Linked DNA regions of Triticum aestivum: region 1 is linked to region 2. Evidence: chromatin contacts called from public Hi-C data. All regions are on one chromosome and are shown on one strand. The core of a region is the stretch at or near the end of the contact, and the rest is flanking DNA. Distances in the headings are between cores, read along the strand shown.

Region 1 (4,736 bases), core at 2,237-4,736, 220 kb after region 2:
CTGAAGCATTCCTCTGAGCAGCAAGTTGCTCCTCTGTTGGCTGGAACCTTTGCTCTTCAGCATCTAAATACAGTAGCTGGGTGAACCTCCCCATCAGCCCATATGTTTTCTTAGGAATCCTGATTGGCTCAACTTGAGGGGCAGCGGGAGATGAGGAGGAAACCTTGCTAGGCAACGAAGCAGAGAAGGACTCCTGATCACCAGCTGTACCGTTGGTGAGACAAGAAGGAAGGAGACCTATCTTATGGAATCTTAAAATGCAATCTACAATGGTCCTCCATCCTCTGTTTATGTGATCACCATGAGTTGCTGCTATAGTGAAAAGGGCCTCTGTTGCCATTCTAGCCTTGGCATCCTCACCAAAAGCTGTTGCAGGATCATCAAAGGCGATCGACAAAATGGTGAACTTACCAAGTGCCACAACAAGATCATTCAGCACATCATTAAGATGATAGAATGCAGCCAGCTTTGCCACTGACAGAAACCCATCAATGCATCTTGTAAGAATCTCTTCTTGCTCAACATTATCAAAGATCACTGAGATAGCAGCAACTGTTGGCCTGGCCATGATAAGAAACATGTCATGATCAAGAAAAGGATAGGAGTGACAAGCAATGTAAGCTGATGCCCTCTTTGACTTAAACATCAGATCAGCCCAGCGGCTGAAAGACATCTCTGAGCATCCAACTCCTTGCTCGGGAATGGTTTTGATTTCATTTCGACAAATAGAATAATATAGCTCAGATAAAAATCCCCTTGGAAGATCATTCCCACCATTGATACGGCGATTGTTCCTAATAAAATCTTCTTCTGACATCTTATTCTTAACCCGTACATTGTGTTGGTCCGTGTTGAGCAAGATTACTGAGTACGACAGCACCAGAGCAGCATCCCGGTTAACGAACAAGTCTGGTGACTCTTCATAGTACCTATCAGAAAAGGCCTCAAGAATCCTTTGTATCTTCTGTGATTCACCAGGCAGCCGAAAGGTTTCCAAGAAGAGCCTTAAGGCAGCATCCAAGTTCAACTCCTTGAAGTCGAAGGTTCTAGAAAATTCATGAAGGACCTGAATGGAGAACTCGTCATGATTCCCCAGATAGTCCCCGAGAAGATTCTTGTCTAATCCAGGCGAGTAGCGGAAAAACAGGGCAACACTTTGTGGATCAAGTTTTTCAGGCAAGAGATGAGCAGCTTGCAGGTACTCAAAGCCCTTCCTTTTATCGCTATTAAAATGTTCAACGCCAACCATTAGCTTTCTCTTGATGCTTTTCTGCTGGTTAACAAATCTAACCCATTGATCAGGATCATCAATGTTCTCACACTTTAACTGCCAAAAGGAAAAATATTCACTTAATTCTTGCACTGGCTGCTGGCAGTGCTGAGGTAAATTACCAATCCTCTCTGCTATTGCCTGAATGACAGCAAGCAAACCATCCAAAGCAAGCAAATTTAATGTTGACAAGGTACTCTCCTCAGGGAATGCACTTTTGGACAGAACATTAACCAGGTCTTCAAGAACATTAGAGCACTGTAAATCACAATCCATATTTGTATACATCTCGACCATAAAATCTTTCTGCTGGCAAAAATCCACTAGAGTCTCCAGGGCAACTTCCTGCTGCTGGTAACTAGCTCCATATCTACTCTGGGTTAGCCTAAGGATCACACACGCAAAGAAAGCCTCAATTTGCAGCTTCAGTTCCCGACGTAAATGGTAGAAGAGTGTAAAAATAACACTGCATACGGTCGACAGAATCAAGGGGCTATCTGACAAGCCAAACTGCATTAGATTGCAGAACAGTTCATCTTGTACAAAAGCCAGTAGTTTTGGGTGTCTCTGTATGGACGAAGCTGACAGCTCAATAGCAGAATTGATCAACCCCAGAGCAAAGAGTGGTATATCCTCGTCAAAGTCAATTGGATTCATATTTGGGTCGACCTGACTGTCTTCTGCTATGTTCAACAGAGAGCACAAAAATTGCAATATTTCTACCATGCAAGGAACCCCAAACAGCTCCATCATGGCCTTGTCTTGCACAACACCAAATTCACATCCAACCTCATCCTGTGAGCTACTCAAGCACACAGAATCGCTCCCGTTCCCCATTTCGCTAGCACTTGAAGCTTCGTTCTTGCTACCAGCAATCTGCATAAAAACTGCTATCATGAGTGTAATGCATTTTAACTTTCTAATTGGTTTCTACTGGGACATATGAATACTCTTAGTTGTTAGTGCTAAAATGTTTCTTTCTAAAATAACTTGTAAAATACTCGACATTGACTAAAGGCCTGTAAAAGCTGAACTCGATATTTTTAACTGACAAGGAATGGAAAACTGAACTCAAATTACAACGTCAGATTAGGTGTACACGTTCATTCTTTTTGGTACTACTAAGACTTATACATTCATTCATTCACACTATCCTATATGAGCATCGCGAGTTAAATTATACTCCCTCCGTTCTAAAATAGATGACTCAACAATGTCGGTGTTCCCAGTGTGCAAGTATGCAAATAGCAACACAAAACTCGGATGGTTAGATAGAGGTGATCACACCTTGTGGTCTGCAACCGCGGTGGGATCAATGTCGGGCAGGCGGGCGAAGACACACCGGACCACCTCCTGCATGGTCTGCCGGGACACGCGCTGCAGCAGCTCCCCCTTGGCACCGGCCTGCTGCACGACGCGGAAGCAGGTGTTGACGATGTCGCAGACGTGGCGGTTGGAGAGCGCCGGCGCGGCGCGGCCGCGCACGCAGGCGAGCAGCACCTGCAGCGCCCTGGCCAGGACGGCCTCCTCCGACGCCGCGTCGGTGACCTCGAAGCGGCACCCCGCGACGGCCTCCACGACGGCGGACATGGCCTCGACAGCGTTCGGCGCGTCGGGGCCGACGAGGTCGAGGGAGAGCATCTTGTGGAGGGACGAGAGCGCGGCGCCCGTGGCGGGCGCGCCGGCCTCGTCGGAGCGGACGACGTCGAGGAAGGGGCCGAGGTAGAGGAGCGGCTCGACGTCCCGCCACCGGCGCGTGCCCCACGCCGCGGCCGCGCGGCGGAGGGACTTGAGGCCCGCGACGAGGGGGTGATCGAGGGGGTCGTCGTCGCCGCCGGCTGCCCAGCGGACGTTCCGGCGCATGATGGCGAGCACCGCGGCGACCTCCGACGTCACCACGCACGCCATGGCCGCGTGTGACGCGCTGGGCGACGGCGACTGCGGCGGCGGCGGTGCGCGCATGGATCTGTGTGAGTGCGCGCGGTGCCGCGGCGGGGGGTACAGAAGGAGGCTCAATTTGGTAAAGGGATCTGGGGAGGGGACGGTGATGCGTGATCGTGCAGTGTTGAAGTTTCCTTTTCTTTTCTTTGACGTTTACCCTTTTTCCAGGTCGAAGAAAGTGTACGTAGGAGTACTGAAATGCTCGCGTTTGTCTTCAGTCCAAGCTGTTGAGTTGACCAGTGATGCACACGTAGATGTGACGTTGACGCGTGGACTATGTGACTCGATCTATCTCTCCACTGTTCTCTTGTTCTCTCTACCGCAAGTGGCATCCCAACGCCGGCCTGTAAATTTCTCAGGTACATGTCAGTTTTTAGGCCAACTCCAGCGCACGATCCCAAATAAACATTTGTTTTGCCCGGATTCTGTCTGTTTGCGTAGGGCAATGGGGTCGTGTTCGGGCCTGTTTTGGGATGTGGCGGCCGTGCGCTCAACGCGCGGACGCATCCTTCGGCCCCATCCTGTCCTCATCGTTTTTCAAAGGCCAATATGTGAAAGCACGACCAAGTTCAGGCCAGCAGCCCCGGTTCACGCCGGCAACACAACCATACACGTCCTCGCGGCAACGCAGCCAGCGGCCCCAGTCCTCGCCGGCAACACAGTCAGCGGCCAGCAACAGAGCCAGCCTTCAAAATGAATAGTTTTATCGCTGGCAACAAAGCTAGCGGCTGGTAACACAGCCAGCCCTCAAAATGAATAGGTTTCTCACCGGCACACAGCCAGCGGCCGACACCCATGCCAGCCTCCAAAAGAACGGCCATGGCCGAACAGACGACCTAGTTCAAGCCGTCAGCATCGAACATCTCCTTCTGCCTGGCCTCGAACCAGCTCCTCATCTTCTCGCTCATCTTGCTCAAGTCCACGCTCATGATCGCTAGGGCCACCTCATTTGCTTTGGTTGCGGCGTCGGTGGCCTTGATGTCGAGTTGCCTCTGCCTGGCCGTGACGTTGGCGGCCTCGATGTCGAGCTGCCTTTGCCGGGACGCCTCCTCCATGTCGATCTTCCTCTTCTTGGCCGCCTCCTCCATCTCAAACTTCTTCCTTTGAAGCTCTAGGTATTGCTTCATTTGCTCGTCCTTGCTTTGTCGCTTTTTCTCGTCCCTCACATCCTTTTGAGACATCATGTCGTGCAAAGTCTCATGCAAGGCCATGGATGACGCATCACATATGTAGTCCACCTTGTAGTTGGTCTTGCCCCTCGGCCTCTTCAACGCCTCACCATCTCCACCTCCGGCAAACGCAGCCGCCTTCTTGCCTCTCTTCCTTTGAAGTTCACGGTATTGATCTTTGAACTTTGGGCAATTATGATGAGCGTCCAACAATGCGTAAGAGTGAATGGCTTGTCATTGTGCCGGGCCTTGAATGCTTCCAAAGATTGAAATGCCTACACCACATGATCAACAACAATTGAACATGCAAACATATATAAGGCCGAAGCCTCATGGCCGTAGCAACAAAAGAACTA
Region 2 (4,714 bases), core at 1,980-4,479:
AATGAGCATAGTTATTATGCCTTTGAAGCTATCAGGAAGAGGAGCTTATTTTCAGCACAAGCACGAGCCTCCACCAAACAATGGCAGTTCAACATGACCCGCCAACAAATAAATGCTGACAAAATTAGTTTACAAGACAGACTAATAAGATCATGGCAAAGGTTGTTGGGGAACGTAGTAATTTCAAAAAAAAATCCTACGCACACGCAAGATCATGGTGATGCATAGCAACGAGAGGGGAGAGTAATGTCCACGTACCCTCGTAGACCGTAAGCGGAAGCGTTATGACAACGCGGTTGATGTAGTCGTATGTCTTCACGATCCGACCGATCCAAGTATCGAACGTACGGCACCTCCGAGTTCAGCACACGTTCAGCTCGATGACGATCCCCGGACTCCGATCCAGCAAAGTGTCGGGGATGAGTTCCGTCAGCACGACAGCGTGGTGACGATGATGATGTTCTACCGGCGCAGGGCTTCGCCTAAACTCTGCGATGATATGACCGAGGTGGAATATGGTGGAGGGGGGCACCGCACACGGCTAAGGAACGATCACGTAGATCAACTTGTGTGTTCTAGGGTGCCCCCTGCCCCCGTATATAAAGGAGCAAGGGGGGGTGCGGCCGGCCCTAGGAGGAGGCGCGCCGGAGGAGTCCTACTCCCACTGGGAGTAGGACTCCCCCCTTTCCCTAGTTGGACTAGGACTTGGGGGAAGGAGGAGAGGGGGGAAAGGAAAGGGGGGGGGGCGCCGCCCCCCTCCTTGTCCTATTCGGACTTGGGGGGGGGGGAGGGGCGTGCGGCTGGCCCTAGGCCTCCTCTCCTCTTCCTCCACTAGGCCCAATAAGGCCCATTAGGTCACCGAGGGGTTCCGGTAACCTCCCGGTACTCCGGTAAAATGCCGATTTCACCGGGAACACTTCCGATGTACAAACATAGGCTTCCAATATATCAATCTTTATGTCTCGACCATTTCGAGACTCCTCGTCATGTCCGTGATCACATCCGGGACTCCGAACAAACTTCGGTACATCAAAACTTATAAACTCATAATAAAACTGTCATCGTAATGTTAAGCGTGCGGACCCTACGGGTTCGAGAACTATGTAGACATGACCTAGAACTGTTTCTGGTCAATAACCAATAGCGGAACCTGGATGCTCATATTGGCTCCTACATATTCTACGAAGATCTTTATCGGTCAAACCGCATAACAACATACGTTGTTCCCTTTGTCATCGGTATGTTACTTGCCCGAGATTCGATCGTCGGTATCCAATACCTAGTTCAATCTCGTTACCGGCAAGTCTCTTTACTCATTACGTAATGCATCATTCCGTAACTAACTCATTAGCTACATTGCTTGTAAGGCTTATAGTGATGTGCATTACCGAGAGGGCCCAGAGATACCTCTCCGACAATCGGAGTGACAAAACCTAATCTCGAAATACGCCAACCCAACATGTACCTTTGGAGACACCTGTAGTACTCCTTTATAATCACCCAGTTACGTTGTGACGTTTGGTAGCACCCAAAGTGTTCCTCCGGTAAACGGGAGTTGCATAATCTCATAGTTATAGGAACATGTATAAGTCATGAAGAAAGCAATAGCAATATACTAAACGATCAAGTGCTAGGCTAACGGAATGGGTCATGTCAATCACATCATTCTCCTAATGATGTGATCCCGTTAATCAAATGACAACACATGTCTATGGTTAGGAAACATAACCATCTTTGATTAATGAGCTAGTCAAGTAGAGGCATACTAGTGACGTTATGTTGGTCTATGTATTCACACATATATTATGTTTTCGTTTAATACAATTCTAGCATGAATAATAAATATTTATCATGATATGAGGAAATAAATAATAACTTTATTATTGCCTCTAGGGCATATTTCCTTCAAAGGCATGGAACAATTTCATACCATTGCACATGTCCTCAACGCTCCCAAACCAAAGATCCAAAGATCTCATCCCCCGGTGCTAAACCAGCACAAGATTATATGCAAGAGTTTGCAAAATCTCTGTCATTTCATCACAGACACCAACTCTACATGAGGCCACACTAGAATTATATAAACCATGAGTGGTTTTAATGTGTTCGATCTTAGTATAAGAGTAGAAATTCTATGGGTCGATTCCAACAAGGTAGTTTAGGTCTAAGACCTCCTAATTGGTGCTTAAGCACCCAAAATCTAAAGTGGCACTAGCCGGATGCCAAGCGGGACCCAGCCTACCAATGTGAGCAGCTCGGTTCGCTTGGATCGTCCCAAGCTCGGTTTGACTTTTTGAGCGGTCGGCCATTGACTGCTGACCGTTCACCCTCAACCATTGACTTTTGAGAGAAAATCAGGGATTAAAAAATCATAAAATTTGAAAAAAGTTCATAGATTTGAAAAGTAATGATTTTTTATGTTAAATTTGAAGAACTACAGGGATTTGAAGAAAAAGTTCAGGAATTTGAAAAAAGTTTGTGGATTTGAAAAACATTCATGAATTGTTTGAGAAAAGTTCACTAATATGAAAAAGTTTGTGGACTTATAAATATGTTCTTGAATTGGAAAAACATTATTGAATTTGACAATTAATCACAAATTTGAAATTGTTCCTGGTTTACAAAAAAATCATGATTTCAAAAATGAATTGCGAGTTTGAAAAAGTTTGTGAATTTTGAAAAAAATACAAACCAGAAAAAAAAACTAGCTGGAATTAACTTCAGATTTGACAATAGTTCTATTTGTTCAACTTCTTTTTTCTTTTCAGTGTAAACTGTAATAAATGAGTATATTTTGATGATGTTATATGGGAAGAGGTATTTTACAACTGAAAATATCAAGACAATTTATTAGCAGTGCATCATTACTGCCTTATTAATACTATACAATTTGATACACATATGATCTACATTGAATCACGACCGAGTGAAAAAAGTGGCAACTCAGCAACATCTCACACAACATCGCAAATTCCATTAGCAACATGGAAAAAAAATTCACGACTACGCATCAACAGGGCGCGGTGTGCCGCCGCGCGGGTATAGCTAGTATATACCAGATCACGCGCTTTTTATTGCTCGCGCAGCAATGTGACACAATTTGCGAGTTCTAGGACCAAATTGAACATCGCCAACGACTAAGATGCAATTATCTCGCTCGCTTCACTGGGCCTGGGAAATAAGCGTATCGGCCTCATCATCTGGTTGGCCCAGGCCCGCTATGTCGTCACCCAGTACCGCAGTGGTGGCGACAGACCAGCAGACTCTAGAAAACGCAGGGTAAAGCGGCCTGGCGATGGCCACAGCGCGACTACTGCTCCGAAGCGCCTCCCTGCTCCCCCTCCGCCGCTCGCCCCTGCACTCGTCCGGCTTCCAGCCCCGAGCCGCCATGGCCTCCGATGCCGCCAGCCAGTTCCAGAAGATCCAGATCCAGCGCGAGGACACGGTCAGAACACATCCTTCCCTCCTCGAACCATCACTTGCTCTGTTATTGCGCGAGAGCGCGCATCGAGGGTTACACGGTAGGGTTTTTTCTTCTAGGTTTCCCCCTTACTTCTTCCACCCATCTAGTATTTTTCATCTTATTTGCACATTCTGAGTGGAATTAGGCCATTTAGAGTTTCTTAGATGTGGGGAAACGTTAGTACGATATGCAATGTCTTGTCTCCAAGTAGGTGCCCAGATTTATGTAGCGAATTGACCCTCTGTATAACCAGACAAATTTTCTGGATGCACTGCTCTCGAATTTCACCTCTTAGACACGGGCTAGCCTTTTTTTCTGTACCAAACCAAGCATGCCCGTAATCTTGGTGCTTTTGCTAAATATATCTTGCATCTTGCTGATAAACTGATGTGATGTTGTACTTCTTCAGACCTTTGATGTCTATGTTGTTGGCAAAGAAAATGCTCCTGGAGTCGTAGTGTTGCAAGAGTGGTGGGGTGTTGACTATGAGGTCAAGAATCATGCCATCCATATTTCCCAAATCGGCGATGGATACAGAGCACTTATTCCAGAGTATGTTGATACCATGTGCTCCTTGCTTTGCACCATTTGTTTTGTTAAAGATAAAGTATTATGGAACGGGTGCTTCTTGGAGTGCCACTACTTCCTCAGAATATTATGGCCCAGTCAAATGCTTTTTGTGTTTACATCTTTTTTATTTATTTATTTTCAGTTTGTACCGTGGGAAGGTTGCTTTGGAGGTAGCTGAGGCACAACATCTGATGGAAGGACTAGACTGGCAGGGTGCAATCAAGGATATTCAGGCTTCAGTTAAATGGCTGAAGGAAAATGGATCGCCCAAGGTAGTTTTTTTTATTTAAGTTTGTTTATGTTTCAAGATTTTCTCTGTAAGATTTCTTACTCGAATTGTGTTGTTTTGGGTAGCATGAAAACCATTATGATTAATAGAAGAGGTAGAGAGTGTGATGTCTTCTGCTTATTTGCCATCTGATCCTACGAATCAGCTAGGACTCGTTACTCTTTTGAAAGGAGAAATATGTTAATTGAGCCTCTTGTAGTAGTAAACTCCAGTGTCTTAAATCAATTGATCAGTAACAAAATATCAGTGAAAATGAAAGTGCTGCTGTCTTTATCCTTTTGGTAGATTTGTTGTGCTACCATGCAGGAAAATCTGACATGTGAGTGTACATTATGTTTGTTGGTTGCACAAGTCTTATTGCACGATTTTGACGGTTAACTACATTACTAAGA

The links. Hi-C and Micro-C count contacts between places; a contact is called where the count stands out from the background.
Region 1: a contact with region 2 is called in a Hi-C map of leaf, with 5 times the contacts expected there. The contact joins the promoter of LOC123068826 here to the promoter of LOC123068825 in region 2. A contact is called at or near these places in 2 of 5 Hi-C or Micro-C datasets (both in leaf).

What each region holds. Positions count from the first base shown.
Region 1 is chr3B:91,930,488-91,935,223 of IWGSC CS RefSeq v2.1, forward strand. LOC123068826 (ARF guanine-nucleotide exchange factor GNOM) reads right to left here and starts at 3,487. Exons shown (of 2, transcript XM_044491504.1): 1 at 2,558-3,487; 2 at 1-2,146. The coding sequence starts at 3,232.
Region 2 is chr3B:91,708,579-91,713,292 of IWGSC CS RefSeq v2.1, forward strand. LOC123068825 (protein usf) reads left to right here and starts at 3,230. Exons shown (of 5, transcript XM_044491503.1): 1 at 3,230-3,445; 2 at 3,873-4,015; 3 at 4,176-4,305. The coding sequence starts at 3,296.